2 separate regions of the Anser cygnoides genome follow, and region 2 is linked to region 1. The links are chromatin contacts, called in public Hi-C maps. All regions are on one chromosome and are shown on one strand. The core of a region is the stretch at or near the end of the contact, and the rest is flanking DNA. Distances in the headings are between cores, read along the strand shown. Region 1 overlaps LOC106047813 (a long non-coding RNA gene). Region 2 holds the start of DIO3 (iodothyronine deiodinase 3).

The links. Hi-C and Micro-C count contacts between places; a contact is called where the count stands out from the background.
Region 2: a Hi-C map of liver shows a contact between it and region 1, with 4 times the contacts expected there. The contact joins the promoter of DIO3 here to the enhancer-like site in region 1. A contact is called at or near these places in 2 of 7 Hi-C or Micro-C datasets (both in liver).

The regions. Positions count from the first base shown.
Region 1 is chr5:54,964,441-54,969,830 of Taihu_goose_T2T_genome, reverse strand. All of the region lies in intron 3 of LOC106047813 (a long non-coding RNA gene), which reads left to right. Among named protein-coding and RNA genes, the nearest start is that of DIO3, 150 kb to the left of the region's middle. Within about 2 kb of position 3,235, at least 1 of the 3 cell types and tissues checked has open chromatin away from gene starts, as enhancers often do. A contact at or near this core is called in liver, where this site is marked.
Region 2 is chr5:55,112,188-55,117,577 of Taihu_goose_T2T_genome, reverse strand. DIO3 (iodothyronine deiodinase 3) reads right to left here and starts at 2,332. Exons shown (of 1, transcript XM_013199473.3): 1 at 748-2,332. The coding sequence starts at 2,179. The coding sequence ends at 1,355.

The DNA of each region.
Region 1 (5,390 bases), core at 1,986-4,485:
TCCCTGCTGTAGCATTCTGAAATAAGGAATGCATGAAATATATCTTTCATATGAGCGTGCATTCTAGTTTTGCTCAGACATGTCTGTGGTCAAAAACTGATATTCTCTGTCTAGTCATAGAGTTCAGAGGCCACACTTTTAACTTATCTAGTAAAGCCTATTTTCCTAGAGAATTGGCTTGTACATAAAGTATATAGAGAATAGAACATTTTAAAAATTATGTGTAACTCATACACAAATACAGGGCTAGGAGCAGAAGTCATAGAATGTCACATGTGAGAGCCTTTTTTTTTTTTCCATTTTTTAGTTTTGCTGTCATTTTATAACAGTATTTCTTTAAGTTTTACATGATATATCTTTTTTTTTCTTTTTTTCTTTTTCTTTATCTTTTTTTTTCTTTTCTTTCTTTTTTTTTTTTCATTGGGGAAGAAATCAGACTCTAATGGTGAGACAGCTTAAAAATAATTGTAACTAGGAACTGGGCCATGATTAAAATTGTTCAGCTGTTCATTTTATTGTTTGTTCCCAAAACCTTAAATGCACTCTCTGAGAACAATAACAACAGTTAGCATGTAACTCTGTATGGGCCAATTCATGCAGTCCTCTCTCAGCCCTTTTTTACTCCAGAACTCCTGTTTAGAGTGCTTTGTAAGGGAGTCGGGGTTGGAACTATATGTTCTAACTATTTTGTAATATTAACACGGAAGCTACCATGGGGTGAGAAGAAAAAAGCTGAGAGAAAGCAATGAAATGAAATCTATCCTACTAGCATATTTGGATTCAGGAAATGTATAGTAGAGAGCAGGATGTGATGTCCCCTTTGGACAATACCTGCATCTCAACTTCACAATGTAACTTCACAATGAGGATTATAGTGATAGAAACTTCAAAGAAAAACAAAATGTACAGAAAAAAATGATGGCCATTTGCTACACTAAACTATAAACTGGCTTCATAAGTAAGAAATCATTTTTTGTGTTAGTTGACCTTAGCTGGTGCGTGGAAGATGTTAGCTTCCTGAGGCATTGATTTGTTGACCTTCTTGGTTGCTCTGACCTCCAGATTGATTTGACCTTCTTCGACCTACAGATGCTTGGCACTTCTGTTATTATGAATGGACTTTCTTTTTACACATCTTCCAAAATACTGGCCTGTGTTTCCACTTCCAGAACAAGCTTCTAAGAATGGTGGTGAAATGTAGGGAACTTTAACCTGTTGTGACTGAGTTGTGACAGAAGTGATGAGTTACATTTGGTGTGGGATTTTCAAAACTCCATTGTTTTTCAACAGCTGCTGGAAGTTGAAGTCTTAGAGGCACTTGTGAAAGTTGCTCCCAGAGAGTCTATTTATAGTTAACTACAGTGCATACTGATATAGACTATATAATTCACAATGCCTTTCGAGTATAAAACCTCATATCACATCCTTAATATTTTGATTTCACTGAATTTCAGTTGGGTTACCAAGTGTGCATGGAATACTTAATTTAGGAAGAGCTACTGTAAGCATAATTTGAACCTTTTCTCTTGGGAGAGGTACTGAAACCTCATACATGTTTTAGGATGAGTAAGGATCTGGTGTTACTCACAGTAGGAGCCTCATTTAGAGCCCATTTATGTCAATGGAAACACTTCCCTTTGCCTCAGTGGGCTGTGGACCAAGGAACATGCAAGAGTAACTGAACTAAGGATTCTGCTGACTGTAACGTATAGTATATGCTGTACAGTTTTACAAAAATAAACACATTTGCTAAGCCAAAATACTTAACATTTAATTTAAAAAACATAATATAAAAAGAATGGATTTTGCTTTACTGATGTTTTAAGCTGTAATTTAATGTAGCATAGTGAAAAGGACACCAAATATTCTAGTTTTGTATCATTAGAACCAGATGGCCCATGAAAGACTTTTGGCTAAACTAGAATTGGGAAAGCTTGTAAACTCTGGATAGCCTGAAAATGTGCTCAAACTTGCTATATCAGATGATATGCCCAGTTTTATAATGTGAAATTCTTTGGCCATTTTCCTGACATCCTGGTAAGGTGTTATACAATTTAGGCAATTACAAGAAACTTTTTTGGATGCTACTGTCATTATTGTTCTGCTTTGGAACTGGAAAAACAACGAAATTACCCTAATATAGCTAAGTGGAGTATCCCGGAAAACATCACAGTGAAGAACTAATAAAGAATTGTTATTACTTATTATTGACTTACTGTGTTTATATCATGGGTCAAATTTGTTTATGTGGAAAATGCCAGAAAACAACAACAACAACAAAAAACAAACTGTCATGACCTTTATACTGTAAGAATGATACATCTTTTCTCTTCACCATAACAGCAGTGCTGTTAGTTGAGCTACCCTAACTGTGACCAGTCACTCCAGAACGCAATATTACAGTAATACTGATCATTTATATATATACAGAATGATATGGGCAACTTAGCTGTTAAAATTTCCTTCAGTATTAAGTCCATCACTACAGTCCTGTGGCAGTCCTCCTGCAACCTGGAAGATACCTTGCCTGTGGCCCACTACTGTTTACCCTATTTACTTGTGTAGTCTGAGAAGTGGAGGGAAGAGGCAGCTTCTATGAAGTAGACAGGTAGGAATTGACACAAATTGTTGAGGAGTGATAGAGGTAACATGAAGTGTATTTTCCACTGCTAATATAGACTGTATGAAAGAAAACTGGGCACAACACTTAACGAATTTCAGTTATATTTAAGGTCAGAGAGAATTTCTATGGCCTTCTTTCCTAATTTGTATAGCAGACTGCCAATGGTAATCTGAATTTGAATTAGATCATATCAAGTGTCTTTCGGTGCTACTCTTAATGGTCCCAATGACATTTTCATACAATATTGTCATATCTTGGGCATTATGAATGTTTTTATTTTTTTACCTTTTTTTACCTTTTTTTTTTTTTTTCTCTCTCCGTGATTTCCTACTAATCCCTCTCAGGTGAGAACTTCTTGCCTCTGCTGTGTTAGTTGGTTTCATTGTAACTAAGTAAACTGTTTGCATATATGAGGCAAGCAGGATCAGGTTCTCCGTGCAGGTGCCTGTTAATTTAAATACTGAAGTATGGTTTTGCTCTACGTTTTGCAAGTATAGATCAAGCGGATTTCAGTGGAGCTCCTCACTGAAGGGCTGGAATGGAAAGTCCTTCCAGGAAGTTAAATGACCTTTTAAAGAAAACCACATTTAAAAACATAGTAATAAGTGAGCTACAGTAGGCAGCACAAGTGCTCGATTCAGCAGCATTGTGCCTCTGAAGAAGCCAAGGTTCAGTTATAACTTGTGTATGCCGCTTGTTTTCTGTCAAACTGTATACCCAAATCCCTGGTAGATCTGCTAGCCTGATTATTTATTTATTTATGTATTTATGTATTGAGCATATATATATATATATATATAGGTACGTGTGCAAACACTTCTTATCATGTAGTTGTCTGCTAGGGGTTGTGAATTTATATCAGTGATTTGCACAACAAAGTCAGATGGGCACACATAGCCCTGTAAATATTGACAAGATGATATGTCCTTTGGTCTCCTGTAGTTTCACAGGAGGGTGCTGGATTAGGATTTTCTTTGCTTTTAATCTTTCTGAGTTCAGGACCTTCCTTTTCCTTTGAACATTAAGACCAAGTGAATCAGGGTCCCAGGACTTCATTTGTGACAACTGACAATTTCTGTATGTTTAGCTGAAATGAAAACTTTTATTGTTTCCACCTGCTCAACCAGATCCTTCCAGGATTAAAGATAAAATAAAAAGTGAAATGATCACTCTAAAGTCATGACATCCATAGTTCTATGTACAAAATCATATACTGCTTTGGTTTTGCTTAATTAGATGTTAGAATTTATTTGGGAGATATTTGTATCTTAATGAAGGTTTTGAAAAATTTAGTCTGTTTTAAGTTTGTAAGGGAATTTGAAGCAAGACAAACAATGTGATTTTGGGTTTTGTTGTTAACATTTCTCAACACTGGCCATGTCATAAAACCCAACACATTCATTTGTATAATTTGGCCTTAGGGAACAGGGAGAGGTGGGGGATGGACAGTGGAGAATGCACTGCAAGAGTAGTAGAGCTTTGGATCAGAGAGACTATTGCAGAAGCTTGTGAATTTGGAAAAAGCCATGTCTGTTTTTAAAAAAATGTGGAAAGAATCTTGACTCGGATGGCTATAAACCATTTTTTAAATCTGTGAGCTACAAACTTATCTCTACAACTTCCTGAGGAAGGGAAGTGGAGAGGGAGGTGCTGATCTTTTTTCCCTGGTAACCAAAGACAGGACATGTGGGAATGGCACAAAGGTGCACCAGGGAGGTTCAGACTGGACATTAAGAAAAATGCGTTTACTGTGAGGATGGTCAAACACTGGAACAGGCTTCCTAGAGAGGTGGTTGATGCCCCATAGCTCTCAGTGTTCAAGAGGCATCTGGATAATGCCCTCATTAATATGCTTTGACTTTTGGTTAGCCCTCAAATGGTCATGCGGTAGGACTATATGATCTTTGAAAATCATTTCCAACTGAACAATTCCTGTTCTGTTCTGTTCTGTTCTGTTCTGTTCTGTTCTGTTCTATTCTATTCTATTCTATTCTATTCTATTCTATTCTATTCTATTCTATTCTATTCTATTTCATACTGTCCTTTAGGGAAATAACAAGAAATCAGACCTCAGGCAAAGAGTTAACTTTGGAACTTGCAATGAGTAGGAGTTTATATTAAAAGATACCTGAGTGTTGGCCCACCAACTGAATGAATTATCTAGAGAAGCCTCTACATAAAACAAAATGCTTCCCTTTAGAGCTCTTGTGTTACTTTGCATTGTGCCCCAAGTACTTGGTTACTCTGGTGCCAGAGTATGCATTCAGTTGTGATCCTGAGATTTGTACTTCCCTGTCTTCTGTTCTTGCTCTAGAGGGGAGTGAGATACATGCCAGCCAAATGATCTCTTCCTCCACTATATCATCTTAGTGCTTCAGGTCTTAGTGGTTCAAACTCAAACCTAACTTTTGCTTCATCCCCTCTAAACTACCTCTGTGAGCTCAAAGTGTGCTCCCCATGCCTATGTACTGGGAAGCAGATGATGTGTTCAGAGAGGCTGGGGGAAGCATATCAGCCATTGCCTGCTCTGAGGTAGTGTCTTAGAATAATAGAATCATAGAGTGGCTTGGGTTGGAAGGGACCTTAAAGATCATCTAACTCCAACCTCCCTGTCTTGTACAAGGTAACTCAGATGCTGTGGAATGCAAAACACCTACATGTCTTCTGATAACAAACTGGGTCAAACATAAATGACCCTATAAACTATACTGAGTGGTGTAATTATATTGTTTTTAATGGAGATGCCAGAAGGAGCATGTGGCTGCAT
Region 2 (5,390 bases), core at 1,083-3,582, 150 kb before region 1:
CTGCCGAAGCTCGCCGGGGAGGACAGCCCCGCCGGGGCCGCCCCGTCGTGCCACTGCCCTAAGGCACAACGGGAGGTGCTTGGCGGCTCCCGGGCGGCCTCGGCGGGGCTCGCAGGATGCTCTCCGCGCTCGCCAGCACCTGTCGGCTGTCTCCGGCACCCCCTACCGCCTCTCTCCCTCTGGAAGCGCGGCCCCCGGGGGGCTGAGCCCCGAGCCCCTCTGCCCGAGCCCCGCGGGGCCGGTCCCACCTCGCCGCAGGTGCGGTCGCGCCCGCTCCCAACCGGGGGGAGGCACCGGCGCCTCGGAGCCGCCCGAGCGCCCTCGACGGGGCGTCCTCGACGGGGCGGCTCGCCCTGCTGGGGCGGCTTTACCCCTCCGGAGTTTTGGCTGAGGTTCACTTGTTTTGGCCGAGGTTCACCTGTGCACCTTCGCTCTCGCCGGGCGCAGCCCCGGGGGGCGGCTCGGCGGGGTGAATGAAGGAGCGCGCAGTCCCTCGGGTGTGGGTTTTAGGGCCAGCGCCGTTCCCCCTCCCGCGGGAGCCCCGGAGGTGTGTTTTTCCCCTGGGGACCCTCAGTGCCCCCCTTCTTCTCCGGGTCCTGCCGCAGCCCTGCTCGCCGCCCCCAGCTGCGCATCCTCTCCCTCCGGCCGCTTCGCGTTCCCCTCCTCGGCCGCGAAGAGGACGCTACAAGGTAGGCAAAAGGGAAAGTGAATGTGGCGCTCTGGAGCGAGATAGAGAGACGGGCAAGGTTAGACGTGTATTTACTCAACCTTTATTATTTAAAAAAATTCATAAAAAAAAAGGTGAACGAACGTCTTACAAAACCCCCCCATAAATAGGACATTCCGTTCAGCTCTGGCTATTGGCAGTTCTAGTACTTGACAACATCAGACGCGATTTCCTGGCATTAGAGAAACCCATTTCAAAATCGGTCATCACAAAGAAATACTAGAAATCCCAGTTAGCACTTGCTAGGCAGCACGGAGCACTTGTACACAACTTTTCAGACACACACCCGCGCACACACGCAGCTGGGAACAGATCCCGAAGGAAGAGAGCCTCCTTAAAAATTAGTAAACGCTTCTCCAAATAAAAGAAAAAAAAAAAAAAAAGAAGAGTTATTTACAAAACGCACATGGGAATACAGTATCGACAGAGCGTGGCTGGCAAATCAACATGATTTGAATAGAGAAAGGACTATGGCACATCTTGCTCGAAAGCTCGCACGGCAGCCTCCTTCGAGTGTCCCCGGGGAGGAGGGCTCCTGCCATCCGCGTCGCGGTGCCTTCTCCCTCGCCACCTCTCCTCCCGCCCTCCCCTCCCCTCTCCGCCCCTGCGCCTTTTGCCAGGTCCTTTTTACACTTGGATGACCACCGTGCTGGGGCTCTGGAGCCGGGTTTTGTATTGGTCTAGCCAGCTTCTGAGCTCCGAGATCTTGTAGCCCTCTGGTCCTCTGCCTCCCTGGTACATCACCTTCTCCTCCTGGATGACGTAGAGCCTCTCGAAGTAGGCACCGTAGGCGGCGCTGGAAGCATTGTCCATGGTGTCCACGGCCAGGGGGCAATCGGGCGCCCCTTCCCTCATCAGCTGAGCTGCCCGCAGCCTGTCCTGGAGGCACTGGTGCTTGGGGATGTTGTAGGCTGCGTCCGAGCTGACCCAGCCGTCGGAGGGGTGTGCTTCTTCGATGTACACCAGCAGGAAGTCGGCAATGTCCACGAAGTGCGCGGCCAGGCGCTGGAAGGACCGGAGGCGGGCCATGAACGGGGGTCAGGTGCAGCTGCCGAAGTTGAGGATGAGGGGTCTCTTGCCGCGGGCGAAGTCCAGGATGCGGAGCCTCTTCTGCCCGTCCAGCTGGATCACCTCGGGGTTGGGGGCCAAGGAGCCCACGTGCGCCGACTTGAAGAAGTCCAGCTTCTGCCCGTGCCACACGGCTTTCAGCGACTCCAGCGTGAACATGCGGTTGGAGTCGGACACGCAGACCGGGGGGTCGTCGGGGGGCGGCCCCTCGCTGGCTCTGGCCACCTCCTCCGCCGTGGGCATCAGTAGCATCTTCTTCCTAATGCACAGAAAATCTAGGAGCCAGAGCATCACGGCGGTGAGCAGGAAGCGGGGGAAGAGGAGGATGCAGGCGGCCGCCTGGGTGAGCAGCTGCAAGGTGTGAACGCCGAGGGAGTGGAGCATCGTCGCGGCTGGTGCTGCGGGGCGCCGGCTGCCCGGGGGCCCCCACGTACCCTGCTTGCCGGGGTCTGCGCGGCACGGCTGAGATCCCGCTTCTCTTTAAGCCCATTTTATAGTCAGGGATTTAAATGAAAAGTGACTCCACCTCCGGCCAGAACCCGCCCCTCTGGAACTTGAGCCTGGGGATTACCTACCCCTCCACTCTAATGACCTAAAAATACACAGACAAAGGGGGAGAGAGCCCCGGCGGGAGCTGCGAGGGGACGTGCAGCCGAGCAGGGAGCAGCCGCTATCAGGCCCCAGCAGAGAGTCCGCGATAGGGCACGGCCGGGGTCCCCGGCCGCAGATAGCGGCGGCCGCTCGCTGCCAGCCCCGCCAGGGACAATGCAACAGGCGCAGCCCGGCCCCCCCCCCACTCCCCCGCCCCGACAGCGGGGTCGGGGCCGCGCAGGAGCGGGGCCGGGGCAGCGCCGTCCCGGCGGCGCCCGCAGGTGTCAGGGACGGGCAGCCCGCTCCGCGCCGCGTCCCTCCCCGCTCCTCAGCCCGCGGCCCGGGCACGGTCGTAACCGGGCACAGCCACAAGCGGGCACGGCCACAACCGGGCACCGGGGACACCGGAGCTCGAACCCGCGGTCTCGCCCGCATCCTCCCGCGGCGGGGCGGGACGGGACGGGAGGAGACGGGACAGGACGGGACGGACGGGGCGCACGGGGCGCACGGGACGGGACGGGACGGGGCGGGCGGCGGGCGCTGCCCCGGCCCCGCGGCGGGGCTCAGGGGGTGCCAGGTGGGCTCCGGCCGGCGGGCGCTGGCCCGCGGCGGAGGAGGGGCGGGCGGCGGGCGGCGCTGCGGCCGCTAAGGGGAGCTGTTGCCCGAGAAGCGGCGGCGGCCGTGCCGGTGGTGGTGGCGGCGGAGGGGGGGAGCCGCCGGACCCTGCCACCCCCCCGGCCCCCGGGTGTCCGCTGCCTGGCGGGGCCGGCCGGGTGTGAAGGCGGGGCCGGGCCGTGCCGCAGGAGGCCGTCGGGAGAGCTCGACGGCGGCTTGGATGGGGCCGGCGTAGCGTTCCCGGGGCTGCCGTCCCGTCCCGTCCCGTCCCGTCCCGTCCCGTCCCGTCCTCTGGGCTTGTCCCCTGGAACCCATCCCGTCGGCAGTGGGGACAGCCGGCCGCGGCCCCCACTACGTCGCCCACTGCACCCAGGTGAGATGGAAGCCTCGAAGCCCCCTCGCAGCAACTCAGGAGGAAGCAGCAGTATTGTGTTGTGTTGTCCTGCGAAGTAGAAATCCCAGCCCCTTGCATCAGCGGGCCTAGCGAAGTCCTCAAGCAGCGGGGTGAAGAGGCATGTCGTGGGCAATGTCGGGTGGACCCGTGTGTCCCGTCCACAGAGCAGATGTGCGAACACCAGTTTTAGGGTTGGGGGCTGTGTTACCTGTGGTGAAATGCTTGCAGTACACAGAGGCGAGCACAGACTAGCTGCCTCCAGTCTTTACCCAGGCAGGAGGAATTTATAGCCCATAAATTCCTTCTTGCTGGGCTAGATGGAGACCTGTACCAGAGGTATGCGGCTTAAATCTAGTTTGGTGTCTAGACACAATACTAGGCAAAAACCGATGGCTCTGCTCACAGCCTTGCCACTCCATTGATGCAGGGTTCCCAGCTTGTGGTGTGAACATCATTTCCTCACCAGCTTCTTCAGAAAGGGGTGTTAGGGTTGCCCAGAACACCCAGTGCTGCCCTCTGCTATGCAGGCATGACTCAGGCCTTCAGGTGCTGCTGTAGCAGCATGCACACAGGTGCCTGCCACCCGGACCCTGGGGATGCACAACCCAAGCACACAATGTGCATATCAGAGCCCTGTTTCTGCATGTGGTCAATGCCGGGTATCTGGCTACAGATTCCTAGTGACCCACAGAACCTGAAACCTGCCCTGGGTGCAGCGAGCGCTTCTCCAAACGTGGCTGTGCACGTCTCTGTGCCTCCCATCTGACATCTGCAACATGGAAAAACCAAAGCTGAGCCTCTTCCTCCTGGGAGTCCAGGCGGCTTACTTCATTTTTTATGTAACTTATTATGAGAACTCCAAATAAAAGGCACAATTAAAATCTCATTTTATTTTTTTTCTATATCTGGTTTGAAACAGACTCTTTTAGAACAACCTAAGTGGGCGCTTGGGTTGCAGCCCCCCATGGATCGTCTTCAGCTGGTGTCAACAGCGAGTGGAGTGAATTCAGTGTTGTAGTATCTGAATGGAAATATATGCTCCGGTCCTCATAATGACACGTTCATACACTAGCCTGACTAATAACTTTTTTGGCATTCTGTGGTGCTCAGTCCAGGGAAAATTACTGAGTAGATATTTACTATATTGTCAAACTTATTTTGAACTCTTCATGTGGGCCTCTCACCACCTCTCTGTGCAGTTATGCAATCCTGAAAACCACAAATTAAAGCCTCTAAACAGACGCAATAACAAATTGTGGTAGCTCTGAAGAAACCCCCAGGAAAAAAAATTGATCTCTAAAAGCGACCTCTTCAAACTATGCTGACAGACAAAAGCCTGAGTAAACAGATGGCTTTGCAACCCTGAATATCAACAAACTTTGCTCTACCAGATCAGTGAGAGATATTCCAAGGTAAAAAAAAAAAAAAAGTATTTGGTCTTAAATAGCGTATTTGTAGCTGAATAGGGACTTTGGAAATGCGTTTTTCTCTAATCCCTGGAATCAACTATGTTTTATTTTTATAGCTTAGAAGAAGGAAACTTCTATATAACTCTATATATTCCTTCTATAACTTATAGAAGGAAACATTTGAATTGGGGTTTCCTATTCAGCTGCGGATAGAGCAGGGAACTGAAGCACTTTGCTGCAATGGCCCACTGCTACCCTTCCCTACCACAGGAAAATTCAAGTATAACCTGAGGCTGCTGTTTCCTAAAGAAGCAGTGGCTCTGCATGGCTCTGCAAGTCATGCACTGCTGCATTCAGTCTAAGTACAGCACACAAAACTCCGTGGGAAAGGGTGAAATTCTGTCTTTGGTTTTAGGGAGGTTTGAAGTGATGTGTCACTGCCATTCGCATGTCTGTATTGTGCTGGATATTTTTCAAAATCATGCCCCAATAAGCCCTCCATGTACTACGCAAGGGCAGTACCTGCCTCTGGGATGCTGGGCTATTTTTAGGTACCTGAAGGTAATGGGTCTTTCTAGGAATCCCT